2 separate regions of the Triticum aestivum genome follow, and region 2 is linked to region 1. The links are chromatin contacts, called in public Hi-C maps. All regions are on one chromosome and are shown on one strand. Each heading gives the region's core, a stretch centred on a gene start, on an enhancer-like site or on the middle of the called end of the contact. The rest is flanking DNA. Distances are from core to core; before and after follow the strand shown.

Evidence for each region. A called contact is a pair of places that touch in the nucleus more often than the background predicts.
Region 2: a contact with region 1 is called in a Hi-C map of leaf, with 3 times the contacts expected there. The contact joins the enhancer-like site here to the promoter of LOC100873101 in region 1. A contact is called at or near these places in 3 of 5 Hi-C or Micro-C datasets (leaf and root) and 1 of 1 datasets of contacts at active chromatin or transcription factors (leaf).

The regions. Positions count from the first base shown.
Region 1 is chr5D:258,781,263-258,787,052 of IWGSC CS RefSeq v2.1, reverse strand. It overlaps LOC100873101 (transcription factor MYB44), which reads left to right and starts at 1,974. Exons shown (of 1, transcript XM_044540625.1): 1 at 1,974-3,602. The coding sequence starts at 2,122. The coding sequence ends at 3,153.
Region 2 is chr5D:258,998,238-259,004,027 of IWGSC CS RefSeq v2.1, reverse strand. No RefSeq gene overlaps it. Among protein-coding and RNA genes, the nearest start is that of LOC100873101, 220 kb to the right of the region's middle. Within about 2 kb of position 3,702, at least 6 of the 8 cell types and tissues checked have an H3K27ac peak or open chromatin away from gene starts, as enhancers often do. A contact at or near this core is called in leaf, where this site is marked.

The DNA.
Region 1 (5,790 bases), core at 725-3,224:
GAGGAGACGTCCCGATCCCTCGGACGGGGACACGCGCGGCAAGGCAACCAACCAACCGCATGCAGATTGGACGCAAGCCCACCACTGATCGGCAACGGCACCGGGTGGCACACATCCATCCATTTTCGATGGAAACAAAGCAGAGGGCGGGCGGGCGGACGTGATCAAAACTGTTTCCGGGGCACGGCGCTGCGTCCGTCATAACGACGGACACCCTGCCACGTCCATCCATGCACCCGGTTTAATGTCGAGTCGACCGGGTTTGTTTCGGAGCAGTTGGCTCCCTTCTCGTGCCGTGCGCACTGCACTGGAGACTGGAGTGGGCCACCAATCCCAATCCCGCGACCGCGCCTCCTCAACTCCCAACGGCCACGACGACTCACCAGCATCCCATCGCACCAATCCAATACCGATTCCCTTTTCCTTCCTCTATTTCTCATCACGTTCCAAATCCAGAAAGAGAGAAAGAAAGCGAAATAGGAATGAGCTCCTCCTGTGCCTCACACGTTACTGTAGGAAATCTGGCGTAGTATCTGAATTACCACTGCCTAGAGATGCATAATCAAGTTAAGTGGTGGTACAAGAAAACAACACATACTCTCGCGTGGAACGAGCGCCACACGCGTGTACTACACATGCACATGGACCAAAACGGTTACGTTGTCGACGCGTCTCCATGGAGAACAAAAAACAAAAAAGTAAATTCATGGAGCTAATGTGGGCCTTTCAGCCACAGGAACCCTAGTCGCCGCCGCCAAGAGAGCCCACCCTTCCGGCGGCTCCCCTCCGCCGATGACCTCTTGGTAGGTCGTCGGTAGTGAAAGGGTCGCTGGATCACGCGCATGCGATTGTTTTAGCTTTAGGCTCTAGGGCCCTAGTAGCTTAGGTTTTTGGATCGTTCGACGTCTTGGCTTCGGCGGCAGCAACGACGATGCTGAATAAAGAAGCTCCGGATTCTTCTTCGGCGAGGCGATTTGTCTTTATGGTCGGTGATGGATTTGGGAACCAGCCGGTTCAAGCGGGGATGTCGTGGCGGTGGCGACATCTTGTGACAGACTTGCGTCCTAGGGCTCTGCCGTTACGAAGGCGTCTGCTCCAACGTCGACGCGAAGCTTGGGAGGTAGTCTTGGAGCAGATGCAGATTGTGGTATGCATTGTCAACATATGTAAGACAAAACATGTGCGGGGTTTCGTGGTTGATGGATGGCAGGTATGGTTTCCTCCTTCGGCGTCTTAGTCATGGTGGAGTGCCAGATCTGGAGTTAGTTGGCGTGTCCGGGGAGTTGCCCCGGTTTGGTTCTTTCAACGGCAATGGCTTCACCTTTGGTGAGCCACCTTGGAGGTCCGTAAAGTTGCATATCGGTGATGGAGGCACGTCGAGTTCGGGTGAGGAGGTGAACCGTCATTTTTTTTCTCGGGTGATTGCTGTGCTGGTGCTGGAGACAGGTGACAGCGTTGGTGTCAAGCTCAGAAAAGTTATGTTGTCTTTTCAGTTTTGTCATGTCGGTCGTTACGTAACTTGTATTTTGATCTTTAGGATACGAATGAGACACGTTTTACCATTATAAAGGTAAGTAGATGGGAAAAAAATTCAAATATCAGCTGGGCGAAACAATATTCACGTTCGTCGTGCATGCATTTTCCACCCATTAAAAACCGAATAGTCAGGTATTTCCCACGAGAGTGGTCATTTCCGTTGGAAGCGATAGCTGAGAGATATTATTTGCTTGCCTCCTTCCCCGTCCCTATCCATCCGTCCATACCACACGTAGGAGTAGGAGTCGGAGGAGCAGGAGAGTCATTTGGGTTTCAGTTGGAGAGACGCCGCGTGTCCCGGGGCCAGCTGTACCCACGCCACAATACCATCAACCGCCCCGGCCCCTTCCCTTGCTGGGCTGGAACCCGTTACAACCGGCGACACCCGGTCACCCCGGCCTCCCGTCCCAGGTATATATCCCACCCCTGCCCCCTCCGCTCCCCCTCACTCCTCCCCTCTGTCTCCTTCCTCCACACCCCATCCCATCCCACTACCACCAAGGGAGTTGATTATCAGATCGGTAACCTCACTCGCTACTCGTAGCGGTTACCACACATCGATCGACCGAGGATCTACCGGCGGCCATGGCGGCGTGCAGAGCAGGAGGAGGCGGGGGCGGCAGGGACGTGGACCGGATCAAGGGCCCGTGGAGCCCCGAGGAGGACGACGCGCTGCAGCGGCTGGTGGGGCGCCACGGCGCGCGCAACTGGTCCCTCATCAGCAAGTCCATCCCGGGGCGGTCCGGCAAGTCCTGCCGCCTCCGCTGGTGCAACCAGCTCTCGCCGCAGGTGGAGCACCGCCCCTTCACCCCCGACGAGGACGACACCATCCTCCGCGCCCACGCCAGGTTCGGCAACAAGTGGGCCACCATCGCCCGCCTCCTCTCCGGCCGCACCGACAACGCCATCAAGAACCACTGGAACTCCACGCTCAAGCGCAAGTACTCCTCCTCCTCCTCGACATCGGCCTCGGCATCAGCATCGCCGGCTGACGACGCCATGGCAAACGACGACGACGACCGCCGGCCGCTGAAGCGGACCAGCAGCGACGGGTACCCGGGGCTCTGCTTCAGCCCCGGGAGCCCGTCGGGGTCTGACCTCAGCGACTCCAGCCACCAGAGCCTCCCCTCCGTCATGCCGTCCGCCGCCTCGCAGCAGCCACACGTGTACCGCCCGGTGGCGCGGGCCGGCGGGGTGGTCGTGCTCCCGACGGCCACGCCTCAGCTGCCGCAGCCGTCCCCTCCGTCTCCGCCGCCGCCCCCTCCTCCTCCGGCGACGTCGCTCTCGCTCTCCCTGTCCCTGCCTGGCTTGGATGCGCCCGAGCCAGCCCCGGTGGCGCAGGCGCAGCCCATGTCCATGCCACCACCTCCTGCTCATGTGCCTGTACAGCCCGCCGCAGCGCCTCAGATGCCGCCGCCCATGCCGTTCCAGCTCCAGCCGCCGCCGGTCCCACAAGCACGGGCGGCGGCGCCCTTCAACGGGGAGTTCCTGTCGATGATGCAGGAGATGATCCGGATCGAGGTCCGGAACTACATGTCCGGCTTCGACCCCCGGTCATCGCCGGCCGACGGCGTCCACGCCGCCAAGCGCATGATGAGCATGGCCAAGATCGAGTAGCAAGCAAGCAAGCAAGAAGCAGGAAGATGAGTCTGTCTGCTCCACTCAAAGAGCCAATGAATTAATCAAGGGACGCCAAGAAACAAACGGAAGGCAGAGGCGGCAAGTGAAATGAAGAGGAGATGAAGCGAAGCTCGGCGGCCCGTTTAGATCTTCTTGCCCGACAATAATTCCCTAGTAAAATGTCTCGATTAGTTTTTTTCTTCCCTTCCTTCCTCAAAGTTCCTTCGAAGATCGTCCGATCGATTCATGTTTCCGTTCTTCAGAGACGAGACGAGACGAAGAAAACCTCGTCGCTAGCGTGGCAAATAAACTAGGCAGGGCAGGGCAGAGCATAGCAAACATGTTGCTTGCTGGATCGCTCCAGAGTTCTTTTTTGTATAGAGAAAGGGAAAAGAAGAAATGAAACGAGATGGGGGAAATGAGAGGCCGAGTTCGTGGATCGATCACATCTGCTGCTTCAATTTTACTAGTAACTACTCTACATAGTCGTTTCGTTTTTGGTGCTAGTAGTAGGTGCACATTTCTGTTTTGCGTTGGCTGTTTTGTGGTTGGAGTGCCTGGTTTGGGGAGCAGAGGGAGAAGGGCGAAACGGAATTATGGTGGGAGGGATCGATCGGCAGTGGAGAATGGGCGAGCGACAGCTAACTGCCTGCCTGTTGCGCACCTCCTCTCTCTCTCCTCCTTTCAAGTTTATTTACTGAGGAGGATTGATATTATTTGGACATGTGGGCGATTGATGGACGGACCGGAGGGCGTGTGGGGATGGGAATGTGAATGGCGGAAAGGGGGCTTTGAAACGGCAGCTAGCTAGCTTAACAAAAAACAACGCAACGCAAAGTGAAGTTATTCAGACGACACAACTCACATGACTGACTGACTGAGCACTTGCATTATTGTCCCAGAAAGACGGAGGAACAAGTAAGCTCTCTCTGACTGCTGTGCTAAAACTAGTCAAGTTGCTGTTGGTTTCTGGTTTTCAAACCGTGTCCACGCCCACCACACTCTTCCACCTCCTTCTGGAATTATCAACAGCAGCAGCAGCAAGCAAACTCAACAGAAAAAAAAGCACTCAACGACCAGATGAAATTGATGTAATTCCATATTGGAGTATCTGAACCCTAGCACGGAGGCACAACAAACATTTATTTCTTACAGTATGCATTGGATGAATTCAGCTGAGGAGAGCCACGCCTGCCGTTGCCGGTGTCGCGTCTATATACATATACAATTCCGTTCGCATCCACCATCTATATTCGTATGCACCCCGAAACAGTGGCCAGTAGTAGTAGTACTAGTATATCTGTACCGCGATCTCCTGTGTCGGTTTGTTCCGTTGGCGACGTCAGCCTGATGGTTTGTTTGCTGCAGCTGGTTGGTTGGTTGGTTACCAGTCAGTCAGTCGCAAGGCTCTTCCTGGAATTATTATAGGCGGGCGTGCATGCACATATACACGTACGTTGATTGATGGATGGATTGATGGGTGCGCGCGGTTTGCCCGCCCGGCACGAGATGTTTCCGTTCCGGTTAGATGTTGTTTTCGGAGGCAGTTCATCATTTCTGGTCCCGGGCAACCCTCATCCATCCGATCCCTTCCGTTCCGTCGAACCTGACCTGACCACCTAACACGGGCCGCAAAATTAGTACTAGTATCATACTATTAGTAGTGTGCTAATGCTGGCATCGGATAGCTACGAGCGGTCAGTCGGTGGTTTCGTTTTGGGCCGGGAAGCAAGGAAGGAAGGAAGAAAGCTTTGGGCGGAGAAAAAGAAGGCCGTTTTCTGTTAAGGTGTCATCGGTCAGTCAGCAGTCAGTTCAGGGAAAACAACATTAATGGTTTGCTTGGGAATAGCATTTGGTTGGGTCGTAATCGTATGTGTGGTTGGGGTGTCGACGGTCCACCGACGGACGGGCGGAGGCCAAAGGCCGACCGCGACGATTTAGCCGCTGCCTGCCTGCAACGACCAAACATCAACCAAGTGACGTGAGGCGCTGGGCAACTCTCTTCTTGCTTTATTATGCAAAAAAATGCACGTTTAGATACTCCAAACGAACGGGATTACCTTGTCGCTTCCGTTTTGTTTCTCGTGTGTCCGTCCGGAGATATGATTCGTTTTGCCAAAAGAGAAAAGAAAAAAACACGTATGATTCCATGCAAACATGCACAGTACGCGCCCACGACGCCAGTCGCTCTGACCCGTCCATTGCCCCCATTTCAATCACTTGATTTACCAGGCGTGGCTGACCGTATGCATGTAGGTAGACAGATGCTGGATGAAGGCGTGGCGCTCCGTTGGTGCAAGGGAGGCGACCAATTGACATGCTGCTCCTTCCTGTACATACGAGACGAGAGCGATGATTTGCTAGCTGGGTTGGGTGTGATGCGGACGTGCATGGCCCTGCAGCTGCAGCTCCGCCTTTTTGACTTGGCCGTTGCCGTTTTCCATTATGCATGTCCGTTTGCTTGCTTCTTCCAGTTTCCCCGCGTTTCTTTTCTTCTGGCCGTTGTTGCGTGCCAGTTGGCTAAACGGTCAAAGGCCCATGAATCGATCCATCCATCGGTCTCATCATTATGGCCACTCACTCGCTCACTTGTAGTTGTTCCGTGTCATCTTTGGTTTCCTTTTCCGATTACTT
Region 2 (5,790 bases), core at 2,453-4,952, 220 kb before region 1:
TAGATATACGAAAACTTGTTTTTCGACCAATCTCTCGGAGAAGGAGAGGTCGATATCACTTCTCTCTGTATGCATATGTTCATGACGATCTTCTGTACTTAATGGTTTCCTTCATTTGCTTACTAGCTAGCGTGTCGAGTCCTCTCTATACGTATAGTACGTAGCGTCGACCAAGCACGGAGATAAGAGAGGACACTTCTCTCTATTAATTAGCTAGCTAACACAATATATGAAACACCTAAATTAACCCCCCAAAACCCCCAAAACCCACCCCCTTTAAAAAAACCTCAGCTCCTCCCAGCTGCTGACGCGTGGATGCCTTTTGGTCTCGATTGGTGCTACCAACCGGGACCAAAGGCCCTCCTGCCTAGGCTCGCCGCAGCGGCCACGTGGAGGCCCATCTGTCCCGGTTGGTGTAAGAACCAGGACTAAAGGTATAGGACTTTAGTACCGACCCTTTAGTCCCGATTCTCCGACCGGGACAAATGGGCCTTACGAACCGGGACAAATGACCCTTTTTCTACTAGTGATAGGAAAGGAATCCCGGCGCCTCACCAAGCACCCGGCGTTGGAGATGCCCTAAAGGACACGGTAATTGTTCGAAAATTTGTTCGGACATCAGTCCGGACAAGGATGCGGGAGCCATCCTTTCAAGCCTATACCGTAAATGTTCGTCTTAGAAAATAGCAACTGTGATTTGTAATTTATTTAATAGCTAAGTTACTAGTTTTCGGCAAATGCTATTCATAAGCATTTGATGAAAAGCTAGCTTCCATCGAATGCTACTCATAAGCATTCGGCGGAAAGCTAGCTTCCGCCAAATGAAGCTACTAAGCTCCGCGTAATCAAGCAATGATCGCCTAATCAAGTATAATTAGCGTCTTCTGCCAAATGCACTCCACACTACCTTCTGCTAAATGTAATGTAATTAGCACAAAGTCTTCCGTCAAATGCTAGCCATTCTAAGCGGACGCAAAGTAGAGGCGATACGTGGTCCTTTTTTATTCACCAGATGGATGTGTGGACACCCGCAAAACCTCCCACGTTTGGTTCTAGTTTGATGAAAAAACATGGTCTGCACCGCTCAGCGAACCGATATAGAACCGTGTTAGATGGCAAACTGCGTCTAAACAGCACGCTTTAGACGCTTGTAGGAGATTTGAGAGTCTGTCTTTAAGATGGCCTTAGGCCTTGTACAATGGGAGGTGCTTAGGAGAGGTGCTTAGAGAAATAAAACAGGCTTTTTTTAAGCACCGGTGCTTATTTGTATAGGATAGACGCTTAACTAAGCGTCTCTCCTGTAGAAATAGGCACCGGTGCTTCAGAAAAATCCGGTTTATTTTCTAAGCATCTCTCTAAGCACCTCCCATTGTACAAGGCCTTAGCGGGGTAAACTGTCCATGGATCTCTCACATAATGGGCCTACTTTTGTAACAGAATGGGTGCACCCGGACGGCCAGATTGTTGATGGTTTATTCAAACGACGTGTCACCGTCCACTCTAGCCATGAAAAGCCCGGAGCCTTCCACCTTTGTGCAACAAACGCAGTGGCGGCTACCGCAGGAGAAGCAAGTCAGAGTCCTGGTGCGTGCTCTTAATAAGCCGTGCTCTATTATTTAATTTGCTTACTTTCTCATGTGAGATGTGGACATGCAGAGTTGGCCGTTATTTACCCATCTTTGTATGAGTGCAATTAGACATATTTACATAAGGCCAAAAGGCCAACTAATTAACCTCGCTGAAGCTTGCCGTTGATGGACTGAGATCCGCTGAACTGAACATTTTTATTCTATTTTTGCAAAACAGATTATGTTCAAGCTTCACCTTAAAAATGCAGAGTTAACCCACTTCACCGAAAGCAGATGACAAGGCCATAAGACACATGGAAGGGATTTGATTTACATAAAAAGGATACTACCGTAATTCAACACACAGCGCCAAGCGCATCCTAGTCAGAGTGTCCTTTTGCTTAACCAGAAGCAAGCAGAGCACCTCACCAGATCTCCGTGTAGTGGAATTCTGCGGCCCCCAGAGGAACCAACTAATTAACCGATGCTGCTGCTTTGCCATGGCACTATGATGAAGCATATTCCTTCCTTACCTACCGTTTATAACTTTCAAAAGTAAAACATGACGCATCCGCCACAAATTTAAGCATATGCATTTGTCCGTTAAACGATGCCCACCATGACCACAAAATCGCAACACATGCTTATGTTAATACGAGTGTTAACTAAAGTTGGAACCAAAAGCAAGCTCAGTGTTGTGCTAGCATTCTTCAAGAACAATTGAAATGGAGTAAAACAAATGTCAAAGAGCCAGTGGAAATGGCGATATGTGCATAGCCAGTCAGTGGAGCAAAACAAAAAGGAGAGGCGGCCGGAATAATACTGCAGATCGAAGGCCAGTGTTGCTGCTGCCTAGATGCCATCAACAGAGGGGTGCTGCTCCCCTCCACCCAACAATCTCCAATTATTGTCTCCGTTTGTGAAATTGTTTAGTCTAATGAAATCAAGCACATATATACTCCTACTTGTACAACTTTTGAAGCAACTTTTGCACCCCCCGCGAGCACCCAATAACCGTACCTTAAAGCGGCCGTATGAAGTCTGTGAAGTTTTGCACCTACCAAGTTGTTGCCACTGAGGATTCATGCAGCCGGAGATCAGTTAAACAACTAGCAGCACTAAACATGGTGCATTATTGCTTCCTACTCACCATGCAAAATGTTGCTGCTCTAGTGGGAGCTCCAAGAACTTTCTATTGGGGCAAATATTTGAATATTTTGTCACGGAAAGAAATCAGAATGTCAGTGTATCTGGTGACGAGCGGCCTAGCTTTTGCAACCGTTTTTGGACTAGTTTGGGTTGAAGCCCTCTCACTTCTGTGAAATAGAACATTTCTTTCTGCGAAGCTTTTTCTTTTTAGAAAAGGAGGGTGACCCCCGGTCTCTGCATCTGGACGATGCATACAACAATTTCTTTCTGCGAATGAAAATAAAAACATAATCCTTCATGTTTGTGACAAGTTTTACCCCAGTTAATACATTTTTAGAGGTCATGGAACGTACGGGTACCGGAACGGGAGGGATGACGAAGTATAAAAAGAAGTTAATTCCATCAAAAGGGAGGGATGGCGAAGTATATAAATCAAACTTCAGATTTTTGAGGGATGGCAAATTATGTTGTCGCAGGGTTGACAATTTCTTTTAACAAGCATGACAAATCCTCCTCATGTTTGGTTTTCTGACAGGATTTATCATGCTTGCTAATGAAAATTGTCGTTCTCGCGATAATACAGTTTGCCATAAAACATTCAATTTAAGGTGTTTAAGAGTTGATGTCAGATTTTTCAACACTACAGTAATAATTTAGGGGTAAAACATAAAATACAGAGGTCGTGGGACCTACGAGTACTGGAACCGGAGGGATGTACCGACAAGTGGGTAATAGCTGGCAACCTTCACGTGGCGCCATCTCGACGAAGCACTAGTGCACAACGAGTGCAAGACGATATCCGAAAGCAACGGTCGCAGGACCGCAGTCTGGTGCAGTGATACCGCAGTGCACATTTTTTCTGCGTAAAACCAATATACTCCATGGTTAAGAAGTGAACTCGAGTGTACGTAGTACGATGGGAAAGTGACACGTCAATAGGGAGCACTCGGTTGACAGAAGTAATGAGAACACCAGACACGATCATGAATTAACGGGGGGCCCACCCGTGCAGTCAGTTAACTGTTGAGACGCAAACGCATCCATCATCACCACACAGCTGTGCAGCATATTTTGACCAAATTAAGCAGGGAAAGAGGATGATGCCTTGCATGGACGATCGCCACAAACGTTACGTCGGTGGCGGTGGGGATGTTAACGCCTTGGACCCAAACGGGACAGAGGTGGACAAAAATACTCCTACAGAGTTTGCTAGCAGTAGCTGCCAGTTTGAAACAGCAATTTTTTACTGGCCCAATGATCGTTTCCCGAAATGTATAACAGCAAACAAAATACTACAACATGTACTAGTACAATGGAGGCAGGGGCGGAGCCCAATGGGCCAACCCTGTAGCACAGGCTACAGGGTCCAAAAGAAAATTTAGTGCTAATTATAAGGTATATGGCCCGAGGCAACAGGGTGGCCCATCGAGTGTGCATCAGGGTGGCCCATGAAACCAATGAACCAGGCCGCACCAGCTCCGAGGCACGCGCGTACGCTCTCGCAGCCCAACTCGCGGATTCAGGTACGGCTGCGGCTGGGCGTTCGGTCTTCTAGTACGTGATCGTGACTTTTCAGTTTTCTACTCGAGAAAAAAAACAGCGACCCCAGATCCCAATCCTATAGTCTTCTCATCTCCCGTGATCTGTTCCTGGCGGCTGGGCGGCTGGCGTTCGTGCAGCAGCGGCCAGCCGGGCGCCGGCAACCAAAAGGCCGCCGATCAACGGCACGACGCCGGACGCCGAACTCCTCCAACGCGAGACGCGACTAGCCGACTACGCTTTGAGTCCAAGAGACTCATTTCGTGATTTCAATTTCGATAATCTCATGAGTTTGGCTAAACTATACCCTCAGGATTTTGATTCCGGGGATTTGAGGGATCTTGATAAGGATCTATGTCTCTATATTGCTGATGTGCGCACAGATGCTAGCTTTTCCAACATAGCAACAATCACCGAGCTTTCAAAAAAAATGGTGCAAACAAGGAGACATATTATGTATCCTTTGTTTTATCGGTTGTTGAAACTAGTAATTGTGTTGCCTATTGCTACAGCTACAGTTGAGAGGTGCTTTTCAGCAATGAAATTGGTCAAAACTGACTTCGCAGTCGCCTCAATGATGACAGCTTGAGTGATGATGTTATTTGTTATGTGGAGAAAGAAGAGATGAAAAAGGTCACCAATGATCAAGTGGGTTGAGTATTTCATGGCTAGAAGGAAAAGAGTTTACTGAAGGTAATTCATAAAAAAAGCAAATTAACGTACTTTCATTTGTGCATTTTATTATGTTCCACACTTCTACTTGAAAATTCAATACTAGTTTTTATACTGTAGGTTATTGAGTCTTGGTGTGTGATGAGGTGTTTTGGAATCTGAGAATGCAAGACATCCTTTTGAAGTAAATTGTCATTTGTTTTACTGTTTTATTAAGCCGTTTACCTCTTACATTTTGTTTTTTATAAACCGACTTGTATTATGTTCTGTAATTCGTGTTACAAGATCTGAAACATTTCTTTATTCATTGCATCCTCGCTTGAAAAATTTATGCCATAGTTAAGTGGTGCTTCAGGGTAAGATTAGCTCCAGATCCGCCCCTGAATGGAGGCGCTTATTCATGTAGGAGTAGCAAGTTTCATCACGAGGGAAGCAATCCGTAGGTCTGTAGGCGTCCTTTTTTTTTAATCAACTTAATCATGAACCTTTTCTCGATCTATATTCATCTCTTTGTTGCTCCCTTCGGTTCTATGTTTCTGGCCGGACGCAGCTTTCCTCGTTTTTACGCTCCACCGTTGTCGATTTACACATGCACACTCGATGTATGCCCTCCATCCTACACGACACCAAAGGGAAAAAAAGGGGGAGTTGGGACAGGATGGGAAGTCTCTTTCGTTTGATGCAATATATCAAGGCGGTTAAACGATGTTGACGTCGACTTTAGCAATCAATATTGTTTCTGATATTTCCATTTCCGATATGTACACTTGTCTCAGAAATGCTTTCAAATGTTACAATCCTCCAAGCAAACGACCGGGGCGCTGGAATCATCTTTGACCGCCCGAACTATCACACCCTTGTT